2 separate regions of the Hordeum vulgare genome follow, and region 1 is linked to region 2. The links are chromatin contacts, called in public Hi-C maps. All regions are on one chromosome and are shown on one strand. The core of a region is the stretch at or near the end of the contact, and the rest is flanking DNA. Distances in the headings are between cores, read along the strand shown.

Region 1 (7,749 bases), core at 145-2,644, 89 kb after region 2:
ATCTCGTTCTCAGGACATGACGGATGAACATTATGTACAGTGGCCAGATAGAAATCCCCGAGTTGCCCCAGGTGGCCCCGCAAGTTGCTCTAATTAGGACCAACACTCATGAGGAGCACTGGCCCAGGTTGTTGAATAAGTTCCTCGGGGTAGCTATTCCCTATGCTTTTATTATTAAGTTGTTAGTAAATTAATACCAAAGTTGGATCTTGCGAGACAAGCCTTAACACTAAATGATTTACCAAGGGGGTCCCCATAACAACCCCGAACGTGTTAGGAGCGCTTAGTTATGGAATAGAACACCTCTAGCCGAAACTAAGGTGACAACAGCGGAACAAATCACCCGGTAAAAGGTTTGGCCTTCCGCTATTAACCAAGTACATAGGTGCACTAATTAAATAGCATTTAAATAAGATGATATCAATTGCACATGTTATCGCATGGACCAGCTTGCACCTGCAACTAGGAACGCTAATAAAATGGTTCAAGAAGCCTAACCTAGCCAAACAATATTTTCTAGGAGAGGAAGTGTTAGAGGTTTCATGGCAATGTTTGATGGCCTATATATTAGGTGGTAGGCAGTGGATTATAATGATGGAAAAAAAATCAACTAAGCATGATAAAGCTAGAAACGGTGCCAAGGTCATGATCATCTTGCTTGTGAAATCTTCAGAGTCAAACTGTTCCTAATCTTCCTGCATGAACTCGTCGGACTCCTCGAACTCGTTTCCAGACCCAGTAGCTACCCAAAAGAAACAATCACCCAATAAACACCAGCGAGAGACTATGCAACAACCAATATGATGCATGTATGCACAAACTTCTAAATATGCACAGAAACAATCATACTCAAGACCAAGTGCCACCTCATCACAAAATGACACTTTTGCAGAACTGCTCCAAACTGTAAATCATTGCCACCAATAGATTCGTGGGGGTTTTCTACCCCAATTCCATATATCATACTATTATATTTGCATGCATAAAAACACCACAAAACAGCAAACAAATGCTAATCGAAATCAAAACTACTCATGTCAAGAACAAGGGTTGTTCTTGCACCTGCCAGATTTGGTATAAACCAGATTAAGCAAATTCCTTACATCATACCTATATACTTGCTTGCATAAAACTACCTAAAAACCGAAAAGAAAATCTACAAATAATCCAATACTACATATAAGTCAAATCATACCCAGTTGGGTATATGCCAGATTTGGCAAATCCCCTTTCAGAAATATTCCACAAAAGGGAATATCACACAAGTCACAAAAATATATATCCCCAACATATATAAACTGGCAGGGGGGCCCACTAGTCATACGCACCAGGGGGCCTAGAGTATGCCACGTGGCCCTACACACCACAACACATGAAATAAAATGGGGGCATGGTGGGTGTTCGAACCCACAACCTCCGCCTCCACGCACACACACCCTACCACTAGGCTACAAGCGAGTATCTAAACTAGCAGAGGGGGTAATTGAGATAAAATCCCGAAAGTGGGGCGCCCGGGGGGACTCGAGTCCACGTTCTACAAGGGCAGTTGTGGCTCTGTTGCCACTGCGGTAGCGAGGTGTTAGCTACACTAACACAGCAGCAGGCAGGATGAACCGCCGTGCTTGCTAAAACTACCACACCAAGATACCGAAGCAAAAAAGCGAGGCGCTGGGTCTCGAACCCCAGACCTGCCGGGTCTGCGCGTGGGGAAAAAGCCAACTGAGCTCGTGCGGTACTACTGTCCCAAAAGGGGGAACCACTCTCCGTAAACACATAAAAGGGGGCGCTTGCTCTGCTTTGGCAGAGAGGCGCCGCCGCCGACGCTCCCCGTTGCACGGCATACTACGCACGGCGGCAGCACGGCTAGGTGGGGAAACTACCCTAAGCTACGCTACGGTGCGGCGCTGGGAACCACAGCCATGATGCAGAGGGGCTATGCCCATGCACATGTGCATGCACGCGCAAGCAATAAAAAGCAGCGGCTACGACTACATCAACCTCCCGGTGCAACTCCGACATGCATCGATTTCACTGCTCAAATGCGGCTAATAGAGAGAGGAAGCGAAGGAGAGCGGCCCGTGGCTCATCGAGGGTTCAGAGAAGGAGATCCGGCGTAGGAGAGGATGAGACGTGATGAGCTGCTGCACGAGGTGCTCGCCGGAGGTCGACGAACAAGCCGGCCATCGTGGACTTCGGGGAAGAAGCTCCTGGCGCCAATATTCGCGAAAAATGGAATGCCCCCGGCGTCCTCTTGCTCCTGGCAGGGACGGGGAGGAGGAAGACGAAGCCCTACGCCGGCGATGAGCTCGGGCCGAAGCTCTCCATGGCGACGGTGGAGCTCTGGCGGTCGTCCTGATGACGAAGGGGGGGAGAGGGGGAGAAGGCGAGGGCTAGGGTTAGGAGAGGGATGGTGGAGCCTTATAGCTCGCACCCCGAGGCACTGAGCCGTCGATCGCGGGAAAAGAACGATCGGCGGTCTCCATGGCGTCGTACGACGATAACAACAACGAGGAGGGAGAAGGGTCATCCTATTGGACCGTGGGCCTGAAGCTTCAGTTGTTGGGCCTGGCTCTCTTTCTCTGTGGGAGTAAACCCCTTCGCAATAAAATCAAAACATACTTGAATAAATGCGAGTGGCTAGAAGAAAAGGAGTTAACAAAAAATAAAAATATATTTAGTCTTCTAAAATGTTGCCACTATTTATAAAAATAAGTGGGGCATTTTAGGAGACCAAAATTAAATGCCTTTATTTTTAAATGGACTCTGTTTTTTAAATAAAATCAAAAGGAGATAAAAATAAAACCAGAGGAGTTGCCTCCACAATAACAAGAAGAATTTTAGAAAAGGAGGAACTTCTTTATTGGGGAAAAACAGGAGCTTTTAAATCTGCCACAAAATAATTGGAAATGGGAGAGAAGTTTTGAACTATGGTGCAACAAGGGGTTTTGAGGTTGATCTTGTTGCACCCAATCTTCTTGCAAACACGAGGGCACCTTCACACCAAGCACTTCACACTTCATGCCATATTTCCACAAGCAACACAAACAAGAACAAGAACAAGAATTGATGCTATGCAAGATGCCATGATGCACATGAAATGAAGACACCATCAACTGAAACCACTTGATCATCATAACAAGGTTGCCTTACAAGGAAAGAAATTACAATAGGGGGGAGGAATGCATTGGGGCTGTCATATGGTAGTGCCCGTAGTTCCTCCGCTTGGCGTTAGGGTGACCCTGCACCAGCACGTCCACCAATGGAGGCACGACCTCCTTGACCTTCTCCAATGGTGGCACCACCTCCTTGCCCTTGTCCATCCACATTATCAACAACACACATGCAATCATTCCTACCGGCCTAACGCTCCTACATTTACCCACACTTCTTAGCCAGCACCGCACCCGAACCCTCTCTCATTTTCACCTCTTCTCTCATTTTCACCCCTTCTCTTCTTCAACCTCTATGTTTTACTACCTCTCACTCACCATAAACTCCAACTCCAACCCTAACCCTTTCCCCTGGGGCATGGTATAGAGGGTGTTCTTCCTCGGGTGCTCGCTCGATGACCACACGAAGTTTGGGGATACAATGGAAGTGTGCTCGAATTTCACGAGCATGGGTGAAGTGCACAAGGAGCCCGATGTTGTGGTGAAGAAGGCGACAACGAAGGAGTTGAAGACGTTGATTCCTGACCCAATGAATGGTGATATGTGAGTCGACATACTTCGCTGGGCCACGAATTGGGCCAACTCTGGTTACGCTGGACACAGGGCCAAGTGGGCCTAGTACATGGAGTACATGAATCCCAATGACCACCATGCCATGGTGTACTGGACGACAAGAACTGTGGTGGATCCTATGAAGGAATACAATGAGGTGCATATGGTGGCCAAGGTGCCAACGGAGGAAGACGACAAGCTCTAGAAGGTGGCCAAGGCGCCGACGACAGGCGGCCGTGTAGGACCCATCGTTCTTGACGGTGACAATGAGGAAGAAGGCAACGGCGAAGAAGAAAAGAAGAAGCCTACGCCCCACCGCGGCTCACCGCGACTCTAGGGTCGCATGGACTAGACAAATAGGCAGTATCCCTATCCCCACTCTCGATGTAATCGACAATTTAGCCAAGAAGTGAAGATGAGGGTTGTTTGAATCCCCCCCGCTCTCGACGTGTTCAATCCCCTCCCTAACTCTCCAATCCCTTGCTAAAGAGTAAATCTAACCTGAGTCATTGCCGATGTAGAGAGTGAAAATGACTTACCGCCATGTCCGATGCACTCGGTGTGGAGGTCTGAAGTCGCTGCGGTGGTTGCCGCCGTCGTAGATCCTGGTGCTGTCGCTCCGGTGGTCATCGCCGCCGATGTGAGTGGGAAAGAGGGGAGATAGCGGTGAGGAAGGAAGGTGAGAGTAATTTATGACGTCGGTTCGGGAAACAACTGGCGTCTTGAGACTGCATCGACGCCTCCAGCCTCCCGCACCCACGTGCCTAGGGTTGCACCGCTCGGGCCCGGCTACACAAAAACGACCAATTTGAGCGTTCCTTTCGATGCATGCCTAGAGGTGCTTTAATGTTCGTGCTATGTAGGCCAACTAGTCAATGCGGGTGACCAAACGACTCATTCTCTTCCTGCGCGGGCCTGGCTCAGGCATATGCGGGTAACTAAATGCGCCCTTAGTGACTTATTTTACCCGGATAGCTGCTCCCTTGTTCATTGTTCGTGGCAAACATACTTGGGCCTATTTGTGAGTGGCCACTGGGACCGCCGACTTCAGCGGTTTGGCCGCATCTGAGGAGAAACTTCTCATGTCAAACTTGTTCCCTTCCCAGCAATTGTCATAAATGTTTCGAATAATTCTAAGTGCAAAAACTTCTTTACTTGGGCTCACCGTCCATCACCAAAGCGTGTGAAGTTCAGCAAAGTTAATGGACTAGCCCAAAAAACTAGTTCTTAGTCCCAATATTTTGGATAAATCCCCCCACACCAAAAAAATAGACTGCCTGAGCCTCGGTGCCATCTCTAAATTGACGTGAGCTACCTCCCCTGCTCATTTTGGGCCTAGCCGCATCTCATTGGCATCGTAGCTACCGTCCCACGTGTCCTCACCCGCAATTAGTTGACCCGTGTTGGTGATCGCCATGTGCCACCACCTTTGTCATCGATCGTGGCCGACTACTATCTCGCGCCTCCAGGGGCAGTCTTGAGATTTTGGGGGGCTCGGGTGAAACTACAATCTCGGGCCCTTAATACGAAAACAAGGAATGAATGAATTATGGCCCAAGTGTGATAACTGTTGTTGTGAGGTGTTTCTTATGAATGATAGCCATAGTGGCCCTAATATCATTAATGAAAACGAGAATCCCTCACGAATTTTTTGTTAGAGCATTTCCAAATAACATATGAGGCATTGATCCTACAATGTTGCAAAATGACATGAACGCAACAGAATGAATCATGTGGCCTCACACAGGGTCTCAGATGAAGTAAAGGATTCTGAGCATATTAGCTAGCGCTAGAAATTCATGTATAGAAGAATGATGGTATGCTATCTTTTCATGTTTCGAGAAAAAAACAAACTTTCAGCCAATCAATTGAGAAGAGCAATCTAGATCAAACAAATAAACATGAAAATGTTATGTTATGCTTCAAATGCAAGTATAAACATAAAAGCTAACTTCTCACAGCAAGCGTAGCGAGGCCCCTCGCTGATAGGCTTGGGCCGAAGTAGGGCGTATGGACGAGTATTGACCTAGGTCGCATGTGTTATATATACTTCTTGTAAGGGGATAGATTGATTAGTCATAAATCTTTGGCATTCGTAACCTCCCCTGATATAGTGAAGTTCGCCGGCTAGCACCTCTGGTTTTCCTCCTTCACGTTGAAAGGCTTTTCCACGTTAAAATTATGTGTTTCGTGTATTGTTTATTGTTGTTCATCTTTTGATTTATGTGTCATTTCTCTAACGAAATATAAGTAATACCGTCGTCGAAGAACCCTAGTTTGTTTTGTCCTCGATTTTGAATGTTGTCACTGGCTCGCCGTTTCTTATGCCGCACTATGTGTGTGTAATGTCCCCGCCGCCTCCTACTCACAGGTTGGGAAAATATTCACGCAATGAGCCAAGTGCATATTTTAATTTGGTGTATTGGAAAAACACATGAATGCGCCCTCAAATTGAAGTTACAATAAAGTTTATTTGTTTTATTCATTTTGATGGGTTTGGTAGAAGCCATTTACAAATGGAATCAGTTGTATTATTCGGTGGTTTAAGCAAAAATGCATACTACTACTAGAGATGCAAAACAAATTGAGGCACATCGCATCGAGTAATAAAAAAGAGTGCCCCGAGTTGGGCCGGCCCTCGTACGCGGAAAACAACAGCTTCATTTTCTGTTTTGTTTTATTTTTATTTTTTACTTTTTTGTTTTTATTTTTTTGCTTTTTTTTACTTTAAATTATTAAAATAAATGTACAACAAAAAATCAATCTACATAAAACATTTGAAAAGTGTAAATATGTACAGAGAAAATATTTATCATGTACAGAAAAATGTATACAAAATAATGCATGTGCAAAAAATTGATCATGTATTTTTTTCAAGTTAATCAATCAAGCATTTGATTTTTTTTTTGAACTAGTGTTTTAACAATGTTAAGGAAGCATTTGGAAAATGTTAAATTTATATAGAAAAAATGTTGACCATGTATTAAAAAATGATGAAACAAATTTGATCATGTGTATAAAAATGTTAATCATGGATTTGAGAAAAAATACTGAAAAGGACTCAAAAATATTAAATGCATAAAGAAAAATGTTGATTATTTATTAAAAAATGATGAGTTTTTTGTTCATATGTATAAAAATGTGAATCAATAATTTCAAAATCCGTTGAGCACGTAACTGAAAAATGTTAATCAAGCATTGAAAAATGATAATGTTTTTAGAAAAAATGTTGACGACGTGTTCAAAAAGTCTTAATGTTGAGGCATATCGGGCTGAACACTTGGTCAACAGTTTTTCGAAAAATATTTATCATAATATTGAAAAATCTTAATATTGAGGCATATTAATTTTTTGTCTTGTTGCTGGAAAAACAAAGCTATTGGCTTGGCCCAATAGTAATACCATGAGGCACTTGTTCCTTCGTTCTTGCCTCTTTGCTTTTTGTTCATTTCTTCACTTATATTTCTCAAATATATCATATACATATATTTTGAAAAGTTAATTTAATTAAAAGAATTTAAAACATTCAATGCAAATTTGTAAAAAAAATTAGACAGTGTAAAACTTTTGGTCGCACAATTTATAGAAAACATTCACTCCATTAAAAAAAAATGTTTATGACACTTAAATTGTTCCCTAATTTAAAAATGTTCGTCACATACTTATTAAGTTTTGTACATTGTACATAAGTGCTAAATAAAATTTACAAAAAATGTTAACACCTTCCAGAAATAGGTTCATCACATTCAAATTATATTACATTTTTTTATAAAAACATGTGCATATTTCTTCAGAAATATTTAGTACCATTCAAAAAATATTTAACATGCATTCAAGAAACATGTTTGAACATGTATTTGAAAAAGTTTATGATGTATTTGAGAAATGTTAAACACCTATCAAATAGGGTCTCCATGCGTATACAAAAATTGTGCAATGTGTATTAAAAATAAACATTTATTTGAAAAAAAAGTAAAGGGAAAACTGACGGAAAATAGGTGAAAACAGTGAAGTGAAACACAGATAA
Region 2 (7,460 bases), core at 2,253-4,752:
AGGTGGGCTTCAGACAAAAGTTCTCCAAATGTGGATAGGCCCCGAATGCGTCTTTTCAACGACTGCATCGCGGACTTGGCGCTACGTGAGATAGCCCGCGTAGGGGCTAGGTTCACGTGGTCTAATAAGCAGGCGGACCCCATCCGGAGTGTTTTGGATCGGGTCTTTATGTCGCCCCAATGGGAAGTGATGTTCCCTCTGTGTGGCCTTAAGGCGGTCACGCAGATTGGCTCCGACCATACGCCGCTGATCTTCTCGTCGGGGGATGGTTCCCCCCTAGATCCCGTCGTTTTCGCTTTGAGACGTTTTGGCTGGAGCAGCCTGGCTTCCGTGAGCTGGTCCGTGACCGCTGGCTCCTTGCGGCCGCTTCCCCGCCGCGTGTCTTCTGTGCGGTGGACATCTGGTACCACTGTGCGAAGCGGGCGCGCCAAGCCATGAAGGGATGGGGTGCGAATCTGGGCGCTGACCTCCGGGCCCGTAAAGGGGACCTGCTGGGTCAGATTAAGGCCTTAGATGACTTGGCAGACGGGCCAGGTCTTTCCCCGGATGACTGGGCCCGTAGATATTCACTCGACGCCGCGCTCATGGACATCTTCAAGAACGAGGAACTGTTTTGGCAGCGTCGAGGAGGCCAGAACTGGCTTCTGAAGGGTGATGCAAACACCGCCTACTTTGAGGCCATCGCTAATGGCCGTAGGCGGAAATGCGTCATACCCTTCCTCCGGGATGGGGATGCCCTTCTAGAGAGCCCATAGGACATCTCATCTCATATTTACTCCTTCTATAAGGAGCTTTTCTCGGCAGAGCCGCGGGGAGGCTCTTTCCTTAGTGTCGACTTCTGGCCGCTTGCCAATCAGGTGTCCGATGAGGAGAATGCGGAACTCACCCTTCCGTTCTCCCCGGAGGAGGTGGGTCAGGCGGTGGCCTCTATGAAGGCTTGCTCGGCCCCGGGCCCGGATGGCCTCCCAGTTTTTTTCTTCCAGAGATTCTGGGAGACCGTGTGCCCGGTCATCATGCCCATGTTCCATGAATTCTATATTGGGACCCTAGACTTGGGCAGACTTAAATATGGCGTCATTGATCTCATCCCCAAAGTAGTTGGGGCCTCGGATATTCGGCAATTCCGTCCCATCACATTGATCAACGTGGTGGCGCGTCTTTTTGCTAAAGTATGCACCACTCGCCTGTCCACTGTGGCCGCACGGATTGCTCACCCTCTCTAGTCCGCATTCCTGAAGGGCAGGCGGATTCATGATGGGATTCTTGCCCTCCATGAGATTGTCCACGAGGTGGCGTCCAAGGGACTCAAGGGGGTCTTCCTCAAATTGGACTTCCAGAAGGCGTATGACCGCCTGGACTGGTCCTTTTTGAGGATGGTGATGCAACATCGCGGATTTGACTAGAGGTTGTGCTCCTGGATCATGCAGCTGGTTAGATCCGGTAGCACAACGATCAATGTTAATGGGGAAGTGGGCCCCTTTTTCCAGGCTTCCAGGGGGGTCAAACAAGGTGACCCTGTTTCCCCCCTGCTTTTTAATCTCGCTGTCGACGCCCTCGCCGGCATCCTGGATAAGGCAAAGCTCGCCGGGCATATTCAGGGGGTGGTTGGTCACCTCATCTCGGGTGGTGGTGTATCTCACCTCCAATATGCGGATGACACCATGATCATGGTCACAGGCTCCGACTCGGACATTGCTAATCTTAAGTTCCTTTTACTCTGCTTTGAGGAAATGTCTGGACTTAAGATTAACTTTGATAAGAGTGAGGTGGTGGTCCTGGGATACTCCGAGGCTAAGCAGCACAGGATCGCAGACAACCTTAACTGCAAACTGGCTGTCCTCCCCATCTCTTATTTGGGGATGCCTCTTGCCAAGTCCAGAATTTTGGTCAATGGGTTTGATCCGCTTGTGGGACGAGTAACGTCCCGTGCGGAGCCCTGGTGTGGCAGGTTCACATCTAAAGGAAGCAAGTTTGTCCTCATTAGCTCTAACCTTGCGAGTCTCCCCGTGTATTTGATGGGGATGTATATTCTGCTCGAAGGGGTGCACAGCGCCTTTGATAAGGAGTTGGCTAGGTTCTTCTGGCAGGCAGGGGATGGTAGACCCAAATACCACATGGTAAAATGGGCTGATATTTGCCTGCCAAAGGACCGAGGAGGCTTGGGCATTCCAGCTTCCTGCCGCATGAACGGTTCTCTCATGCTTCGCTGGGTGTGGCGGATCCTGCAGGGAGACGGGGGGCTGTGGCTTCAACTGATTGAGGCTAAGTACCTGCAGGGCAGGCCCCTCTTGGCCTGCTCGCTCGCGTCTGGGTCGCAGTTCTGGAAATCCATTCAGGGCATCAAGAACGACATTAGACTGGGTCTGCGGATCTCGGTGGGTAATGGGGCAGAGACCCAGTTTTGGCTAGACCCCTGGATGGATGGCGAACCCTTACGCTCGCGCTTCCCGAGGCTCTTGCTATTTGCGACGACCCTACCGTCCTTGTCTCTGCGTCTGCTGTGGAGGACGGATGGCAGGTTGCGTTCCGCCGTCCCCTCGGCCCAGCTAAGGTCGAGGACTAGGAACTCCTGCAGGCGGTGGTTCCCCTCCCTGCCTTGTCGTCCAGAGATAGTGTTTCCTGGAGTCTTTCTCCCTCAGGAGAATTCTCCGTTAGTTCGGCCTATTTGGCTTTGTGTAGGATGCCTGTCCTTCCGTGGATATCCCCACTTTGGAAGGCACCGTTGCCCCTGAAGATCAAGATTTTCGTTTGGCAGCTTCTTCGAGATCGTCTGCCTTCAGGGACGGAGGTGTTGAAACGCCATGGTCCGGGTAACGGCATTTGTCCGTTGTGCCATGTCCCGGAGACCGGCGCTCACATTTTGTTCTCCCGCGTCGCGGCACAGGCCCTTTGGTGCTTTGTTCGCGAGGCCCTCGGACCGGAATGGGTGGCCTCGGACCTTGCAGATTTCCTGCAGGTACGGGCCACCCAGGTCGGCCGTAAGCGCCGACTGTTCTGGCTGCTATTCGCAGCTATGATGTGGACCCTTTGGACTACTCGCAACAAAATGGTGATTGAAAGGATCTTTCAGCGACGTGCTTTTGACTCGTTCTTCAAATTCCTTGCCTTTTTACAGCTTTGACATCCGCTCGTTAGGACCCAAGACCGCGGCAGGCTTCAGCGATACCTGGATGCGCTGATGGCAGCTGCCCGGCGGCTCGCCGCTCCATGGGTGCACCTTAGCCGCCCCTCCGTTGGCATTTTTGGTTTCTTTTCCTTTCTTGGGCAGGAATGTGCTGGTGCCCCAGCATTTCCTACGTTTGCACTTTGTTGGTTTGTATTGTTTAGATGCTGGACTATGTGCTTTATCTATAAAGCGGGACGAAAACGTGTTTCGAGATTAAGGTCAAGACGTAGCACCGGCGTTAAAGTCGCAACGGCGACGATGTGAACGCCCACCCCATCACAAAACCTCCGTGAAGCCGTTAAAACCCCACCCTACCAGATCCCGTAGGACCCCGAGCACCGCAATCCGGCCAGCCAATGGGGCGTCGCCATGTCAGTAAAACTTGGCCACGTCCGCGCAGGATCATGGAAAAAGCGCCTCGCCTTTGCTGGCCCCGCGCCACCCTGCTCGCGGCCGCGGGAGATCCCCTCGCTTTCCCTCCAAATAGCTTCTCCCGTGCTCATGTTCCCATGCTTGTCGCCCATTTTGCAGGGAGCACCTTGAGGTTGTAGTGAAGTATTTCCGAGGCCATGGCTAGCGGCGGCGGCGGCGGCCGGCGGCGAGGGTCGCGCCGGGCCAAGGTGAAGAAGAAGAAGAAGACCAAGTACCTCAGCCTCAGCCGCCACCTCGCCAAGGCGGTGGAGGTCGACAAGCCTGCCGAATCTCTGTCGGCGGAGGATTCCTTGCCGCCACCCTCGGCTTTGGCGTCGCCGTCCACGGAGGAGGCGGTGGAGGATGGATGCGGGCACGAGCAGCAGCAGCAGCAGCAGCAGCAGCTCGAGCCGTTCGCGCTGCATCCTGAGGCGCCGTCGACTCTCTTCGCGGCGGCGCCGTCGCTCACTGACATCCTCGGCCTGTCCTCCTCCTCCTTTTCCGGCGGCGGCGAAGGGGATTCGCCCTCGTGCACCCCCTCCCCGGACGCCTCCGCGGGGACTGCTGGCGGGGAGGAGGACCTTGCGCGGCGCGCGCTCCGGGGGAGGGAGCGGTGGGTGTACTGCAGGAGCAGCTCCTCTTCGCCTAGCGCGGCCACCGCGACGACCACCACGTCATCCTCGTGCTCCTCGGCCGCGAGCACGGGCGCCGCCTCCGCGCGGTCGCCGCTGCTCAAGCTGGACTACGACGAGATCCTGGCCGCCTGGGCGGGCCGCGGGTCCCTCTACATCGACGGCGCGGCGGGCCACGTGACGCCCAAGCTGGAGCTTGGTTCTGTAAGCCTAAGACCCCCTTTATCTTCTCGGACTCGGGGGGACGATGCGCGCTCGTGAATCCTGACACGGAGTCTCGTTGCGTTGCAGGAGGTGTTCGTGGATGTGGCGCCGCCGCGGCAGGCGGCGACGTGGAGCTCGCCGGAGGTGTCCGGGAGGGCGGAGCGGGTGAGGCGGTATAAGGAGAAGCGACATGCCCGGCTGTTCTCGAAGCGGATCCGGTACGAGGTACGCCGGCTCAATGCCGTCAAGCGGCCGCGCTTGAAGGTAATTCTTCGCATCGCGTTCTGCCGTATCTGAACCTGTTGCAGTTTCCTTATCGTGTCTGTGATCTAGCAATATGTGTGGGTACATACTGCATCAGTAATGATCTGAACTGCTAAATGGCGTTGATGGGAATCTGGGATAGAGGTTGATCAGATTCTATACCTCCGGGAATCTGGGTGTAGATCGTGGATTAGAGATCCAGCTTCTGGTCCCAGCAACAATTGAATGAACTTATCATACAGAACTGAAGCTCTCCACATGGCTATGTAAAGATAACCTCGAAATTATGGTCCCGCGCTGACCTTCTTCATTTGACGATTACCAAGAATTCACACATCACTTGGAATGAATCGAACACTGCGCCTTAAGTATCTTTCTGCTCTTGTACCTAATTTCCGGCAAACACGAGACAGTACTCCTGGTGGTTCTGGCTTGTGCATTTGATATTTTGGGTGTGCAGACTACTAATGCATCACAGGGACTAGTCTGTTACTCCAGTTTGTTTCATCAATCTCATTCTAACAAGCTGTGTGCATCTTGTTTCACTTAACAGGGTCGTTTCATCAAGGATAAGGAGGGTGTTGCAATGGCCAACTGAGGCGAGCTGCGGCCTTCATCATAAAGACCTTGCCTCATCCAGTTACAAGAATGGTTCATGAGCCCATTCCATTCCATCTGTAAAATGTAAATGATCAGGTTAGTCTCCAGGCTGCCATATACCCAAACCGGATTTGTTGAATCGATCTGCCGCTTCCTGGTCAAGCGGCAAGCTAATTGTGGTCGCTGCGGATCGTGTTATTTGGCAGTTTTGTTGTAGGATGAAAATAATAGAACTTGATTTGGTCATAAATTTCGCTGCGGCACTGCACTTTTGATTCAGTTTTTGGCGAAGGTTCTGCAGTCCCGTGAACTTTCAGATCTTCAGATGATCAGCTACAATTTGTCTAAATTGTTGATGTTTATGTTTACACGAACTTACTGATATTTGTACCCTTCAGAATCTCACGGTCTGTGCCGTCTGATCGGCGTAAAGATGAACTGTATTTGTCAACATAGGAAAGATCATGCACTGATTTGCTGGCTTAGATCGAGAGTTTTCTGCTACTGTTGGGTGAAAAAAGATTTGGTTCGTTGTGCCGTTCTGTATTTCTGTTCTGTCAGTCGGTGTTAAGATCAGGTCATGTGACCGCTGGTCTGATTTTGTTCTGGTCCACTTGTCAGTGACTTCTTTTAGGTGCATAGCTGTTTCCTTTTTTCTTGTTCGTGGCAGATAAACTTGGGCCTATCTGTCAGTGGCGGCCGAGACCAGCAGCTGCAGCGGTTTGGCCCCGTCTGAGGAGCAAAACCCGATGCCAAACTTGTTCCCTTCCCAGGAACTCTCATTGATGTCCAAAAATTTCTAAGCGCAGAAAACTGATTTTTTTTTTTACTTGGGCATCCATCTTTTTTCTTTTTTGAGGGGTGACCACCCATCTCTAAAGCGTGTGAGGTTCAACAAAGTTAATGGACTAGCTCAAAAAACTGGTCTGCAGACTCCAGTTGTAATATTTCGGCAAAATCCCCTCCCCAAAAAACCCAGCGCCATCGCTATATTGACCTGAGCTGCCGCGTCTCATTGCCGTCGTAGGTACCGGCCCTAGGTGTCCTCACCCGCAGCTAGTTGACCCGCATCGTGATCGCCGTGCATCACCACCTTTGTCGTCCATTTTGGTTGACTGGTGTCATAGTGTCCTGCGCCTCCTCCGTGCTTGCAATCTATGATATTACTAACATGGCTGGGGCAAAAGCTGATCATTTTGCGTGTCAAATGTTTTTTCTTGAGATTTAGCTCAATCATAGTGGCAAGCTAGAAAAGAAACTCAATAGAAGGCGTCATTTTATCAAGGATTTTGCTAAAATACGTCTAGATGTGAGATAAGTATTTAGGGGCGGGCCCAGGATTTAAAGAATGTGTATTCAAAATTTCAAAGTCAATTTTTCCATGGCATAAAGCCTTACTTTTGCCATGTATAACCAAATATATCACCATAATTCATGTGGAAAATTCAAATGCTCATGCCTAAACAATTTATGATTCACTGCAAAGAAACTACAAATTCGTATATACTAAAAAGAAAGCCAAATAGATAAATTAACTTACTGTTGTATCCATACTCTTGGTGTTCGATGAGGCTCGCACAGCCGGTCTACTGGGCAACGGAAAACGAAGATGATGCATCGACACGCGTAACCAGCAGTGTGTGTAACAATACATAGATTTCAGGCAACTAAGATAAGATTCGACACAAGAAAAAAAAGCCAAATATTGACATCGGAGTATAAAGATGTATTAAGATATACAAACGCATCAAATTATCTACATGAACGCATCGAGCGAGCCTTCAATGCGGCAATGCCCACTGCTGTCGACTACAGAGATGGATTAAAGTTGGATTGAGCCAACAGATGGATGTGGTCGCGCCGCCTGCCTGTGCCACCGTGCGCGCGTGCGATCAGGCGATCCGCCCAGCCGCCATTCCCTACCGCTTCGAGTGCGGATGGAAATGGAATTATGGATGGGAGGCGTCGGTTTCTTTTGCGATATTTCTTTTTACCGAAGCGCTATGCTATCGATGGATTTCTGGCTCGTGCGTGCAGGCCCTTCGTGCTGCAGCGATTTGGGCCATCTCGGGGTGTGGGCTAGTCTTCATTTTTGGGTTCAAATCGTTAGCTGGCCTGGTTTACTGTATTTTTTCGTTTTTCCCCGATACATACACATGGTATATGTTATATATACATGGTTT

The links. A called contact is a pair of places that touch in the nucleus more often than the background predicts.
Region 1: a Hi-C map of leaf shows a contact between it and region 2, with 2.1 times the contacts expected there. The contact joins the enhancer-like site here to the promoter of LOC123411474 in region 2. A contact is called at or near these places in 2 of 6 Hi-C or Micro-C datasets (leaf and seedling).

What each region holds. Positions count from the first base shown.
Region 1 is chr7H:417,708,572-417,716,320 of MorexV3_pseudomolecules_assembly, forward strand. No RefSeq gene overlaps it. Among protein-coding and RNA genes, the nearest start is that of LOC123411474, 92 kb to the left of the region's middle. Within about 2 kb of position 1,395, at least 3 of the 3 cell types and tissues checked have open chromatin away from gene starts, as enhancers often do. A contact at or near this core is called in leaf and seedling, where this site is marked.
Region 2 is chr7H:417,617,414-417,624,873 of MorexV3_pseudomolecules_assembly, forward strand. LOC123411474 reads left to right here and starts at 3,503. Exons shown (of 3, transcript XM_045104423.1): 1 at 3,503-4,413; 2 at 4,501-4,638; 3 at 5,231-5,556. The coding sequence starts at 3,736. The coding sequence ends at 5,275.